Linked DNA regions of Sus scrofa: regions 2 and 3 are each linked to region 1. A link is a contact called in public Hi-C and HiChIP or PLAC-seq data. All regions are on one chromosome and are shown on one strand. Each heading gives the region's core, a stretch centred on a gene start, on an enhancer-like site or on the middle of the called end of the contact. The rest is flanking DNA. Distances are from core to core; before and after follow the strand shown. Region 1 has its middle 160 kb from the start of TCF4. Region 2 overlaps TCF4 (transcription factor 4). Region 3 overlaps TCF4 (transcription factor 4).

Region 1 (3,949 bases), core at 922-3,421:
AGGAGCTGAAAGAATCATGACAATACTGACTCATCTATTATAAAAAAAAAAAAAACCCTGGAGTTTGTCCCTTAGCTGATATGACCAGGTCTCAGCAGACCATGTTCCTCTATCTTTTATACCCCCCACAATGTGGACCAAATGCAGGACTAACTAAATACATATTGACAAACTATTGAAAGCCACTGTGATGAAGTCATCCACTAGACTGTGTGGAACTTCCCCCAAAGCTTTGACTGGGGACCAGACCCCACCAAGACCTCTGACCCTGAGTGTTTAAAAAGGCCATTAAAAGTATAGGATATTACTGGATAGGAGATATGATTGAGAATTAAAGGTCCTACTGGTCGATGTGGTTTGTACCAGTCCCATGGGTATCTTTGTGATACCTACTTGCACAAAGAGAAGTGTGTGAAAATGATTCAGTGAAATGAATAACTGTAGACTAACAATGAGAACAATGCTAGACAAAAAGTAATCCAATTTGATTCCAGGAGTAATCCCAGCCACAGGGCAGCTGCAAATCCCCACTTCAGATTTTGCTTTGTCAGCATGTTCTCTGACAAGGCATAGATTTCTCCTCCACCTCTTGACAGAAGTGACATTAGCTAATAAAGCCAGGTCTATATGGACAAGGTGAAATAAAGAATCCAAGCATAGAGACCTTGAACAGAAACCTGCCTGGCAGCACAGAAGTGGCCTTTTACAAAGAAATAATCCAGATAATTTATTTTCCCTTCTGCTCGTGTAGACCTGTTTCCCTGAAATTCTTTTCAATCCGCCTGAATACAGAAGAGCACCAGGGGGAGCTCACACATCTTCCTTCTTTTTCTCCCCCTCTCAGAGAAGGTTGGCTCTTGTATCCCAGGGAAAGGGTGGGTCAAAACAACATATCTGAAATAATTTAGCGATGTAAACACACAGGTAATATTCTAGATTTTTCTGGAAGGCTCTGCACTGTCTCACTTTGGGCACACCTAAAATCAGCGGTCAGTCAACTCAGCTGGCTCTGAGTTGTGGCCTCTTAAACTCCTGAATCAAAAAGCATAAGGGCACATCTCTATGTCTCCCTTAAAAAGAGAGAGAGAGAGAGAGAGAGAGAGAGAGAGAGAAATCGGGAAGGGGAGACAGAGAGAAAGAGAGATTCTGCTTCCTTGCAATTTGAAATGACATTTTTCAGAACACTTCAGTTTTAATCACAGTGGAGAGTAATGGAAGGGATTTGGGTCTTTGACTTTCTACATTAATCAATGGGATTGATTTTTTTTTTTTTAATTTTAAAGAAGAGAAATAGCCTCTCTCCCCACCCCCTTCTCTCTCTGAAAACATGAGACAAGGAGGAGAAACTCTAAATATATAGTTAACTGTTGTATTATCAGTATGAGTGGAGAGAATCAATGGTATAAAGAATCCTAAAGGACTAAATAATCCCCAGCTCTACTCCAGGAGTGTGTGTTTGTGACAGTGACATTCAGAGTGTAGAGAGCCCTAGCCTGCCCCAACTGGTGAGAGGGGGAGAAAAAAGAGCCCCTGCTTCTGACACTTGATGCACAGAAAATGCTCTTCACTCACTACTTTCAAGAAATGATACAGTTCTAATCTTAACTTTTGAAACTACAGATCACAAAATCTTTTAGAGATCCTAGCTCTGGAAGATCCCTTCATGAGGTCATCTAACCAAACCTCTACTTTAAGGCAGGTGAGATAAAACTGTTTTAAATTTTACTTTAATAGATGAAGTAGTTGAGGTTCAGAGAGGACAATTAAGAGCCTGAGTCAGGCAGTGAAACGATTTTTGTCTGTAAATTAAAAACCCACTCAGCATCCAATTCCCCATGCTTGCCCTTGCCCCCATTATAAAACTGTAAATAACGTTGTTTTAATATTCCAGGTCTAAACTTTGAAGAACCCACAACCCAAAAGAGGAAAGATGACTGAATCAAAAGGGAATGCAGAATAATGAAAAACTGAGGTAGCTAAACACCTGGAGGAAACGCTAGGATTGATCAAAGATCCCATCAAATGTGGCTTTCTCCCCAGGTTAAGGAGGCTGAACCGCAAAGAAACCACGGGGCAGCCGAGGAGACGACGCCTTTTGGGGCCCTGTGTCGCGCTGCAGTATGATCAGCTATAAGGCCGGGCGAGGCAGCTGCCGCTTGGCGCCCGAGCGGAGGCACCGCGTGGCAAGGCCGGCGGCGACAACGCAGGGCGGTTGGCTCCGGGAGGGTCGGCCGGGCGCGCCGAGGCGGCGCGGCTACCGCGAGGAGCGCGCTCCAAGCCCGACTTGTTGGAAGATCTCGTGGCGCTCGGTCGGCGACAGAGATAGCGGCGCCGCAAGAGCGCACGAGGGCACGCCCACCGCAGGCCAAAGGGCTGCAGTTACAGTGGCCCGCCAGGGGACAGGGACGCCCCCCCGGCCAGCGAAACAGGCTCGGCCTCCGCCGCCGAGCCGGTCCGGACCGCGCGCAGCGAAAATAATGGAGATGTAGCCAGCGGAGGCTCGTATAGCGAGATCCAAATCCAAGACTCTATGTCGGCGTGGATGGAGGGCTGGCGGCAGAGGGACAGGGGCTTTAATCGCGACAGAAGCCCTGTAGGTGGTTCAGACTTTTTCTTTTGCCCTCAGGGGTCGAGCATCCGAGGTTAAACTGCCTGCGACTCACATGTCAGTGCAGCAGTTTCCCTGAGACTTCAGCGGCGGGAGGCCGAGCACCTGTGCTCCGTGCCTCTTGTAGGGACAGCTGTGCGCATCCCTCGGGCCCACAGACCGCACCATCTGACCTGCCAGGAACGAAATCTGAGCCTCGGAATTTGAAGGGCCCCGCGCACGTTCCTTCTCGGATAAATCTCCTAGGAAAGGATCGTTATTCTCCACTCAGAGATTATTTAGAGAGATGTCCTGGACGGGATAGGTAAACATATGACAGCCCAAGGAAGACATGTAAAACTTTAAATTGTAGACACTTAAGCACCAACTGTCTGGAGCCCTGAAGGGGGGAAAAATTATCCATCATCAGAAACTGCCAGGGCTGCTGGCATTTTCTAAATCAGAGGATGTATTAACCAGAGTGTGGGAAGTTTTCTGAACACAGAATTCATATTTCTGAAGCTCGTGAAGGGAGTGCTTCAACTCTCTTTCTGGTTGTTGTATCTTAGATCCCTAATTCCTTGGTTTTAACCACCAAGAAGAATTCCTTATAAGCAAGTTATTAAAAGCATTTACATTAAATATTACTGGATGGGAAATATTTCGTTTCCCATGCTCATTGTATCATATTCACTATGAACATCTCTGTGATCCAGAATGTTTGATATCAGACAGGCTTTCACAAGAACCCAAGCAGGTGTTAAAGGGCCCCACAGCACCTTGCGCTTGTGCAAACAAAGGGAATCCAAGGATGCTGCTGATGAATACGAAGTAAGGAAAGACACCCTTTTTCCCCCTTATTTTTAAGCTACTCTCTTAACCCAAAGAAACATTCTTTCTTTGACCATAAGATGAAGATTATTTAATTGATAACTTTGAGGGCCTTGTTCCTCTGTCACTCTTGAAGTTTTTTTGGTGGGGGGGGGCTGTTTGGGGGGAGGGTTTTTTGGGGGGAGAGGGCTAAGTGGAAAGGGAGAAGGAAAAGAAATTTGTTACTGGCTTTATCGAACCCTGTTAGGTTCCGTTTCTAACATGATGTGGAATGGAGAAGTTGCAATAAGTACATGATGGGAAAATAAGGTCTGTTAGAAAAATGTTAGGAAATAGGAATTTAGTGCCCTGGAGAAAAAAAAGGTCAAGAAAACCTTTAGTTTCTGTGCCTTTTAGATAGATAAAATACCAACCTACGAAGAAGAGATAGGGGTGGAATATATTTCCCCAGGCACCTATCTATCCAAAACTTTACTTGCATTATCTCATTGAATTGTTTCCACAACTTGAGAAAAAGGGTATGAGTTTTAA
Region 2 (3,949 bases), core at 656-3,155, 500 kb after region 1:
GCAGGCGAGGAGGGCATTACAGAATAAACAGGATCGAAAAAAAAAAAACCCAGAAAATAAAGGATCTTATGTGTGCAGATGGGAGTGAGAAAATGACCCCATGATACCGGCCCTTACGGTGTGCCAGGCAGGGCTGCGCTGGGCGGAAAGGCCCTCCTCGGAGCTCAGCAGCTCCAACAATTGGCTCGGATCTTTCACAGGAGAGTCCACAGGAAGAGTGAGTTTTCGTGTATATTTTTTACATCCAAATCAAATTAACTCATGGAATTTTCCACCCTTAGGAATTAAAGTAGCAGCTCATGAAGTAATTCAGTTATGTCATTCATACCAAAACAGAAAATGCTGGAGCAACTTGGCACCATTTAAAAGCCAAGACTCAGCCTTGGCCATTTTGTATTTTTTTTTTTTTTCTTCCAAAACCTGTGGCTGTTGTGTTATTTTAACTTTTATTGTGGCTGTAAATTTTTTTTTCAAATCAAAAGTATCTTAATTGCTTAGAAAACAGAAGTGTAAAATAGATTCGAAATAAGAGGGTTTAGGCAGAGCAGCTTTAGGAAGGAAAACCTAAACAACAAAAAATGAAGCTTTAAACATCAGATTTCTGAAATGCGGGGATTTTACCTAATTGATTGGCATTTGAAGTTGTACATAATTATAGCTTCCTCTGGATACATAAATCATCTTACAACTATAAAGTTGAGTTTAACGGAAAGATCTGTCCAGTATTAGTTAAATGACATCTTTGGGGAAGCATTGTCCTGATACAATAGCCACATTCATTTTCACGCAGTTAATTGGACATATTGTCAAAAACCACGGTGTTAAGTTTCCACATTTTAATTTCACATTTTTGCCTTCTCCCTGGCTTCTGCAACAGGACCGGGTCTCGTTTGGAGCTGAAAGTGTGTGAAAGTTATTGGAGAATGGTAGTCTCTGGGTAATGTTTCTGTAAGCTGCCCCCAATTTTCCCCCCTGTAGTCTAGATGGGAAACAGCTGGTTTTTGTTTAAAAAGCTGTTTTGCGAAGTGTCTGAATCTTGAGGTGTAGAACTGAGGTCACCAGTAAAAGCAGGTGCTCAGGAACAAGTGAGAAAGACGCTGGGGCCCGGCTGGCCCTATAATCTTCTGCAGAGTCCTTCCTATTAGAGGAAAAAGTGTTGAGGTTGGCTCCTTTATTTAGGAGGCAAACAGATAAAGTAATCACGTTCGAGATGCTGTTAGAAATAGAGTATCTTTGAACGTAGCCAGCCCTTGAGTGCGTAATTAGCTCTCTCTGAAATGGCTGTTTCCCTCCCAAGGCTTCAAAAACGAAGGTCCAAGCCTTTAACTTCCTTTATGTACTTGCATTTCCTCTCTAAATACACCCACAGTAAAAAGAACTACAGTTTCAAATAAGTAGTCCCAGAGCCTGGTCCATCCTCTGAGTTTCTGGATGCGGTCTCAAAGAAGGAAAGAAGAGGGACCTGCATGGGCAAGGCCAGGCAGTTTTGCATGGCAAAGCACAAAACATGTGGAATCGCTAAAGTCCAGTGCACGTCAGATATCCACCAGACTGAAGATGAAAGGAAATGAACTCCTCCCTTGGGCGCTGGAGGTTATTAGCAGCTGTTTATCCAGTCGGGAATAGAGATTAACATTGTAATTTTTTTTTTAAAGAACTAGAAGAAAATTTGTTTGGGAAGTTGGCTCTTCGTATCGGGTCACTGTGCATTGCCAAAAAAAACTTCCTTTCTCAGAACTTATGTAGTCGAGTTGAGCAATGTTATGATTCTCTGAGAGACTCAGGATTACCAAAAAGTCCATCTCCATTAAATAGAAGAGCCAAGGACAGAGCAGTGGATGGACGTCCGCCACAGGCCCATTCCCTTGAACTCCACAGCGTGAAACTTGCTGTTTGGTCCAGTACCTGTTCTCCTCCTGCCTCTAAATGGGGGTGTTCTTCCCCAACCTCCCAGCCCCCAACTTCATCTTTGCCACTCTCAGGCATACACAAATGGATTTTGTGCATGCCTACCACTTGCAAATGCCTTTTCATGACATATTGGGGAAACGGCTTGGTGCTCTGTGAAGCTTTGCTCTTAAAAAAAAAAAGTTGGATATTGGTATTTTTTTTCCCTGATTTAATGCTACTCTTAATGTCATTTTCTTTTATTAAATCCTTTCTTTTGCTTTTGATCTTATTTATAGCAGAGCCACCGGTCATATGGAAACTATTACTGTATAGCTGGGAGATGAAAGACTTCATTGCAGTTAAATAAGAGTGAATCATTTGGGCCAATAATACACACATACAGCGAGGTTCCATTTGTATCCAAAATGCCCTATGTTGCTCACTTTGTAACTAAACCATTGAGGTTTATAAAGGGCTTTACAGAAGTCTGCTTTTTGTCCAAAATATGTCTCTGACAACGTGAAAACACGTTGATTTGCAGTCCTTAGCTGCTGCTTCGTATATGCATAATCTAAATATTGGCACTTCTTGTGAAAATAGCAACTTTCATTTAAAGTTGAGATGTTAATTAATGTTAAATGCCATTTAAGCTGATCTGTAGATAATCTATATCAAAATTCTACCCATCATTTGAAAACTACCTAAAATGACACCTTCTTCTTAAAGTAGTCCCTGGTTTCTTCATCCAGTGTGATTTCACTCATCTTTAAATCCCTTCACGACCTGTACCCCTTCATGACATTCATCTTGTTTTGCCTTGTATAGTAGTTGTTTTGATCCACCAGTAAGGTGTAAGAGACCATAAAGTAATACTCACATCTTTTGTTCATTATTTTTCCTGAAAATACCTAAATCGTGTCTTGCATATAATAGACATTCAGGGCATTTGTTGAATTAAATGAAATGTTTGTTTTTTTTTCTTTTGATAGGAACATGCTAAACCTATATTCAGCAGTACCAAAAGCGTTTAGAGTGCAGATAGTCTCCCAAGATAGATGCCATAGGTGTCATCCTTTACTGTTAAGGAAACCCCTAATTCACCTTGTGGTAGTCTGATCCCATACAAGGACCCAGCCCTCGCCCTTAGAATGCTTACACCTCAGGACAAGGATAGGCTTTCTGAATAGCAGCTAAACAAAATCATTGACACGTACGCCCTACCATATTAGACAGTGGCCGCTAGTGTGTGGCATTCAGACTGAACAGTCCAGGAGAACCCTGTCCAGGCCCAGCAAGATGATGAGAATTCTGGAGACTCAGACCTTCCAGGAGGAGTAAGAGGAAGAGAAGTGGGACTAATAAAAGTGAAGTGGTCAGTGGGTCAGTGGGGAAGGAAACCCGCCCTGGCGGACAGAAGAGGGAGGGCTTAGCTCAAGCCTCAGAGATGTGGAAGAGAAGGGCCCCAACTAGGTACCTGAAGACTGAGATGAAGGAATTTAGGAATAGGAAGGAGCCGGAATGGTTCTCTGGTGTCTGGGTGAAGGACCCAGAAGCAGAAGGCATTGATCTGAGACATAATTCACAGAAACCTGAAAAGCCATGAACTTGGATTTGCAAGGGACCAGGTGATGGGCAGAGAACATAGCATTTACAAACTGAGTGTTTCAGAAATGATGAGGAAGAAATATTTTATTAGTTTAGGCAAGCTTCTTTACACTGCCATTGCCTTTCCAAAGAGGTTATAATCAAGGAGTTCCCTCTGTGGCTCAGTGGTAATGAACCTGACTAGGATCCATGAGGACACGAGTTCCGTCGATCCTTGGCCTCACTCAGTGGGTTAAGGATCCGGCACTGCTGTGAGCTGTGAGCTGTGGTGTAGGTCGCAGATGCAGCTCAGATCCCATATTGCTGTGGCTGTGGCATTGGCTGGCAGCTACGACCCCTAGCCTGGAAACTTCCAATATGCTGCAACAAACCAAATAGGTTACCATCAGCAGGTGATCCTGGGATAATAAGAAAAGCATTTGAAAAAATAAAAGTCCAGTTAGGTATGGCTGAA
Region 3 (3,949 bases), core at 495-2,994, 400 kb after region 1:
GTGGGTGTGTGTGGCAGTTTATTTCCCTTCTGAAAGTAAAACAGAGTTCGATTTGTTTAGGAATGTTTAGATCCATTTCTAACATTGAACAGGACTATTTATACAGATGTTTTCAGGGAAAGTCAAAGAATCGGGGGATGCTGGCCTTTGCTGCCTTGTACTGTGTTTCTTTCAAAAAAAAAAGTATTCTTGCTGGTCAGCTATGGGAAACCTAAACCAATTTTTTTTTTTTTTTTTAAAGAAGGGCTGATTTGTGAACTCGTGCATTTAAAGGAAAAAGAAAAATCTGCCAAAGTGGGAGGAGGAGAGAGAGAGAGAGCATGACCAATACATTTCACAACAGATATCTCTTCCCAGACAGTTTTAAGGCACCGCAAACCCAGGCCCTGCTCCACGGTAAATTCCTCTCGAAAGGTCCCTTTTGGCTGGACTTCTTCCTGGTGTCCCCAGGCAGACACACATGCTTTCCCAGGGACAGACCCTTCTCTGGGAAGTGGGAGAGAAGAGACCCCTCAGAGCTACCCGATATTTGTAGTCATTGCCACCTTGTGGATTACAAAGGACATTGGTTTGCATCAAACTTCCATTTCAGTTTGGCTTTTTATGGCAAGTGCTCTTTGGCAGTGGATTGCTGAGTTCCTCACCAAAAGGATCCTGGTTTGTTCAGCAACACCTCACTTCTCTCCTCACAGTTCATTTATGATTCTGATGAGAGTGTTTTTTCAGGAAACACACATTTCACTTTTTGACCTAGGAGCATCTGTTAGAATTTTTTTTTTTAATACTACTTTGGCATTCTGAAAGTGTTAATGTCTCTCCTATCTGTTTAATGCTATTTAGGGATATTTATGATCACCTCTTGGTTACTCAGGGTAAAGTGTGTCGCAATTTTTTTTAAACAGACAGGAAAGCATTCACATGAGGAAACAGATTGCTTTAAACATGTGCTTCCTGTGACAGTAAAAAGAACAAATTAGATTTAACACTGTGTAATGAATGCATGAATGTGTATATTTAAGCTTTTCAAAGCTTTATGTTCAGTTCTGGTCACAAGTAAAATTGAGTCACCTGTAAAAATTAAAGATGCCTCGGTTATTCTCAGATTCCTGAAATGTCTGGGAATTGAGCTTCTCACCTGAGGCTGCCTCACTGGAATCATGAAGAGTAGGCTCTGTTAATGCTGGAGAGGAGAACGTTACTGGCACATTCAGGGGTTAAAGCAGGTTAGAGTCAGATTCTGTGCCTTTAGCGAAGAAAGCAGATTTGTTGGATGTCGTGGGGTGGGGGTGGGGGGAGCAGCAAGGCAGCATTTTCTTGCTGTCTTCCTCCCTCTCTGAGAATCAGTGAAAATAACCTATTCTTCTGCACTCCAAATTGTCCTCTTAGATGAAAGAAAAAAGAAGAGAATCTGAGGTTGACTTCATAGCATCTACTAAGATTTAATTACATAAGAAAAGGAGTCCTTTTCTTATGTAATTCACTTTGGGCTCCTGTAGGCTGCCTGGCAGGGAGTGAATAGAATATAGGTTCATATTTCCAGTTAGACACAAGGATTGAATTGGAGGGCATGAATCCTCTCCCCCAGAAGAGGCTCTCCTTGCCATTTCTGGCTGAGCCCCGTGGATGGTGCGTTTCCTTCCCCTGTGCTTTTCAAAGCTGAGGATTTGTGGCAGTCTCGCCACCTCTCTGGCCAAGGAAGGCCAGGACAGAGTCCCTCGGGGGAGGGCACAGAGTTCAGGGACATCTGACACTCTTGTGTCGCATACTGAGGTACTAATATCAAAACAGACTGCTTGTCCCCGCACGGTAGGGCAGTGCTTTTTTTGGCTGCCGTGGTCGAAACGAAATGGGCAAGCTGTAGCCCGCTTGGCATCAGAAGGGGCTAAGGGAAGCTGGGAGATCAGAGTCAGACTGTGAATAAAAGTAACAGCCAATGGTTAACTTCCTTTTTGTGTGTCACTTGGCAGCGATGAGACTGATGGCGAGTTTTTTTTTTTTTTTTTTAAACGTGGGTGAGAGTTCAGTGCCCTAGGAAGAGCCGTAGATGCTGTCATTGTGCTTCCTTATACAGTTGACTTGCGTTGATTTCTTGAGGCCACTACAGCTGTTCCTAGTGCCAGCTCCGGGAGCTGTATACATGGCCCGTCGGACTTCGGCTGAAAAAGGTAATCAGATGAGAGGTGATCCACACAGAATCTCGCTGCTGATTACTAGGAAGTCACCAGGAAATCAGATTCTCGCAGAAGGCAGTGGTGCCAAAGGATCAGATAGGCACTTGAATGGATGTTCCCTTGTATGCAGACATCCAAAAATCTTTTAAAATTGTACAACTCCACACCCCTCATCTCCCATCAAAGATTCAGATCAGTTTTGGATTATCTGGAAAATGCAGTGCTAACAGAGCTGGGTTGAAGTCAGATGAAATTAACTGCTGCTTTTTGGGAGAGGTTGTGGTTCTTGGGCTAGTCGCATTGTTATTTTTTATTTTTTTATTTTTTTGAAGGGTTCATTGGAAGGGAGTTGGGGAGAATTTCTAACCTCCCTCAAGATTTTCCTCCCATTTCTCTGTTTGCAGAGAGCTAGCTGTTCCCCAAAGGCGAAAAGAGCGAGTTGCCATCTTGAGCAGGGAATTGTGTATTTAGTGTGCACCAAATGGTCTCAAAGTTAGCCTGAAATTTTCAATATATCTAGTTGCTTTCATATCCTATTTATCCCCCCTAACCATTTGTACAAGATATCAGTAGGATGACCAACTTCTGACAACCCTAAAAGCAGGGAAGGAAGCTTAGAAATAGAATACCATTTGTCTGGTAATTAGAGTGTATCTCTTAAGAGTTCGAGAGAATTCTGATTAACCTTTCTGTTCCCACATTCTCACATAAAATTAGCACACCTTTTAAATTATTATCTAGTATTTAAACACACATTTTTGAGCCTTCTTCATGCAACAGGTTCTGGAGACACTAAAAGTGTGTTATAGGTTTCTAAAAAACTTCATTTTTCTTACATTTTAAATGTTCTGTTTGTGCAAAATTTCGAGAATCACCATAAGGGCTTCTTTGCATTTTTAATTTAGTAACTAACATATGAATAAATTTGCATATTAATTAGTTGCAGATTAAATCATGCATACATAATTGCCTCCTTACTGTGTTTAATGTTTGTCAAAATCTCCAGCCTGGTTTGATGGATGTCGTATGAAAGATTACAATTTGATGTACCCTTGGAAGTATTTACACCAATAATGCAAGATTCTTAATAGCAGAATTCTCTAGTTATATACAGTTACTAATAAACATGTAAGATAGGTACATGTCCCTTTGACTAAAATTTTTTTCTTTGCACCAAATCATTTACTATTCATAATCATTAATGCATCTCCTAATTATACAGCATATGTCTGTTAACCCTTTCACTGCTGGTCTTCAAGTGGTAGTTTCTTTTCTTTCCTTGCCCCCTAAAGAAAGCAGATTATTTGATAGGATTCAGAAATAACCGCATTGCCTTTTACCTGTTTCTCTTCTAGTATGTGGACACACCTCCTTTGCCTTTTACTTGAAGGTACAGCTGAGAATTATATGATCACTTTATATTTTCCATTTAAAGATCAAGAAATGACCCATGTGCCCACACTTTGTAGCTGATGGGCTTTTGCCTCTCCTTTACCTGTGCTGAAAAGAATTCAAATATTTCCGATACCTTCATATTAAATGATTTAAAAATATATAGAGAGAAACTCAATTTCAGAGGATACTTGTAGGATGAGTAAAATTATTTAAATTATATTTTATTCCATTTTGAATATTGTAATGCCTTTCATGTATTATCATCCAATATAGGATGGATATGTTTTTGTTTTTGTGTTTTTGTACTAGGACTGAGACCTCTGCAGTAGAAACTGACTAGGGAATAGATGGTCATGGTTTGACATAGTTAAAAAAAAATGCAT

What was found. Hi-C and Micro-C count contacts between places; a contact is called where the count stands out from the background. HiChIP or PLAC-seq counts read pairs in DNA pulled down with a chosen protein or histone mark.
Region 2: a contact with region 1 is called in a Hi-C map of retroperitoneal adipose tissue, with 2.0 times the contacts expected there. The contact joins two enhancer-like sites. A contact is called at or near these places in 19 of 47 Hi-C or Micro-C datasets (alveolar macrophages, brain, embryonic fibroblasts and 11 more) and 1 of 2 datasets of contacts at active chromatin or transcription factors (skeletal muscle).
Region 3: an H3K27ac HiChIP or PLAC-seq map of skeletal muscle shows a contact between it and region 1. The contact joins two enhancer-like sites. A contact is called at or near these places in 16 of 47 Hi-C or Micro-C datasets (alveolar macrophages, brain, embryonic fibroblasts and 10 more) and 1 of 2 datasets of contacts at active chromatin or transcription factors (skeletal muscle).

Annotation. Positions count from the first base shown.
Region 1 is chr1:105,236,278-105,240,226 of Sscrofa11.1, reverse strand. No RefSeq gene overlaps it. Among named protein-coding and RNA genes, the nearest start is that of TCF4, 160 kb to the right of the region's middle. Within about 2 kb of position 2,171, at least 32 of the 83 cell types and tissues checked have an H3K27ac peak or open chromatin away from gene starts, as enhancers often do. A contact at or near this core is called in fetal skeletal muscle, retroperitoneal adipose tissue, skeletal muscle and 1 more, where this site is marked.
Region 2 is chr1:104,733,932-104,737,880 of Sscrofa11.1, reverse strand. All of the region lies in intron 15 of TCF4 (transcription factor 4), which reads left to right. Among named protein-coding and RNA genes, the nearest start is that of CCDC68, 260 kb to the right of the region's middle. Within about 2 kb of position 1,905, at least 24 of the 83 cell types and tissues checked have an H3K27ac peak or open chromatin away from gene starts, as enhancers often do. A contact at or near this core is called in fetal skeletal muscle, retroperitoneal adipose tissue, skeletal muscle and 1 more, where this site is marked.
Region 3 is chr1:104,830,861-104,834,809 of Sscrofa11.1, reverse strand. All of the region lies in intron 8 of TCF4 (transcription factor 4), which reads left to right. Among named protein-coding and RNA genes, the nearest start is that of TCF4, 250 kb to the left of the region's middle. Within about 2 kb of position 1,744, at least 21 of the 83 cell types and tissues checked have an H3K27ac peak or open chromatin away from gene starts, as enhancers often do. A contact at or near this core is called in fetal skeletal muscle, retroperitoneal adipose tissue, skeletal muscle and 1 more, where this site is marked.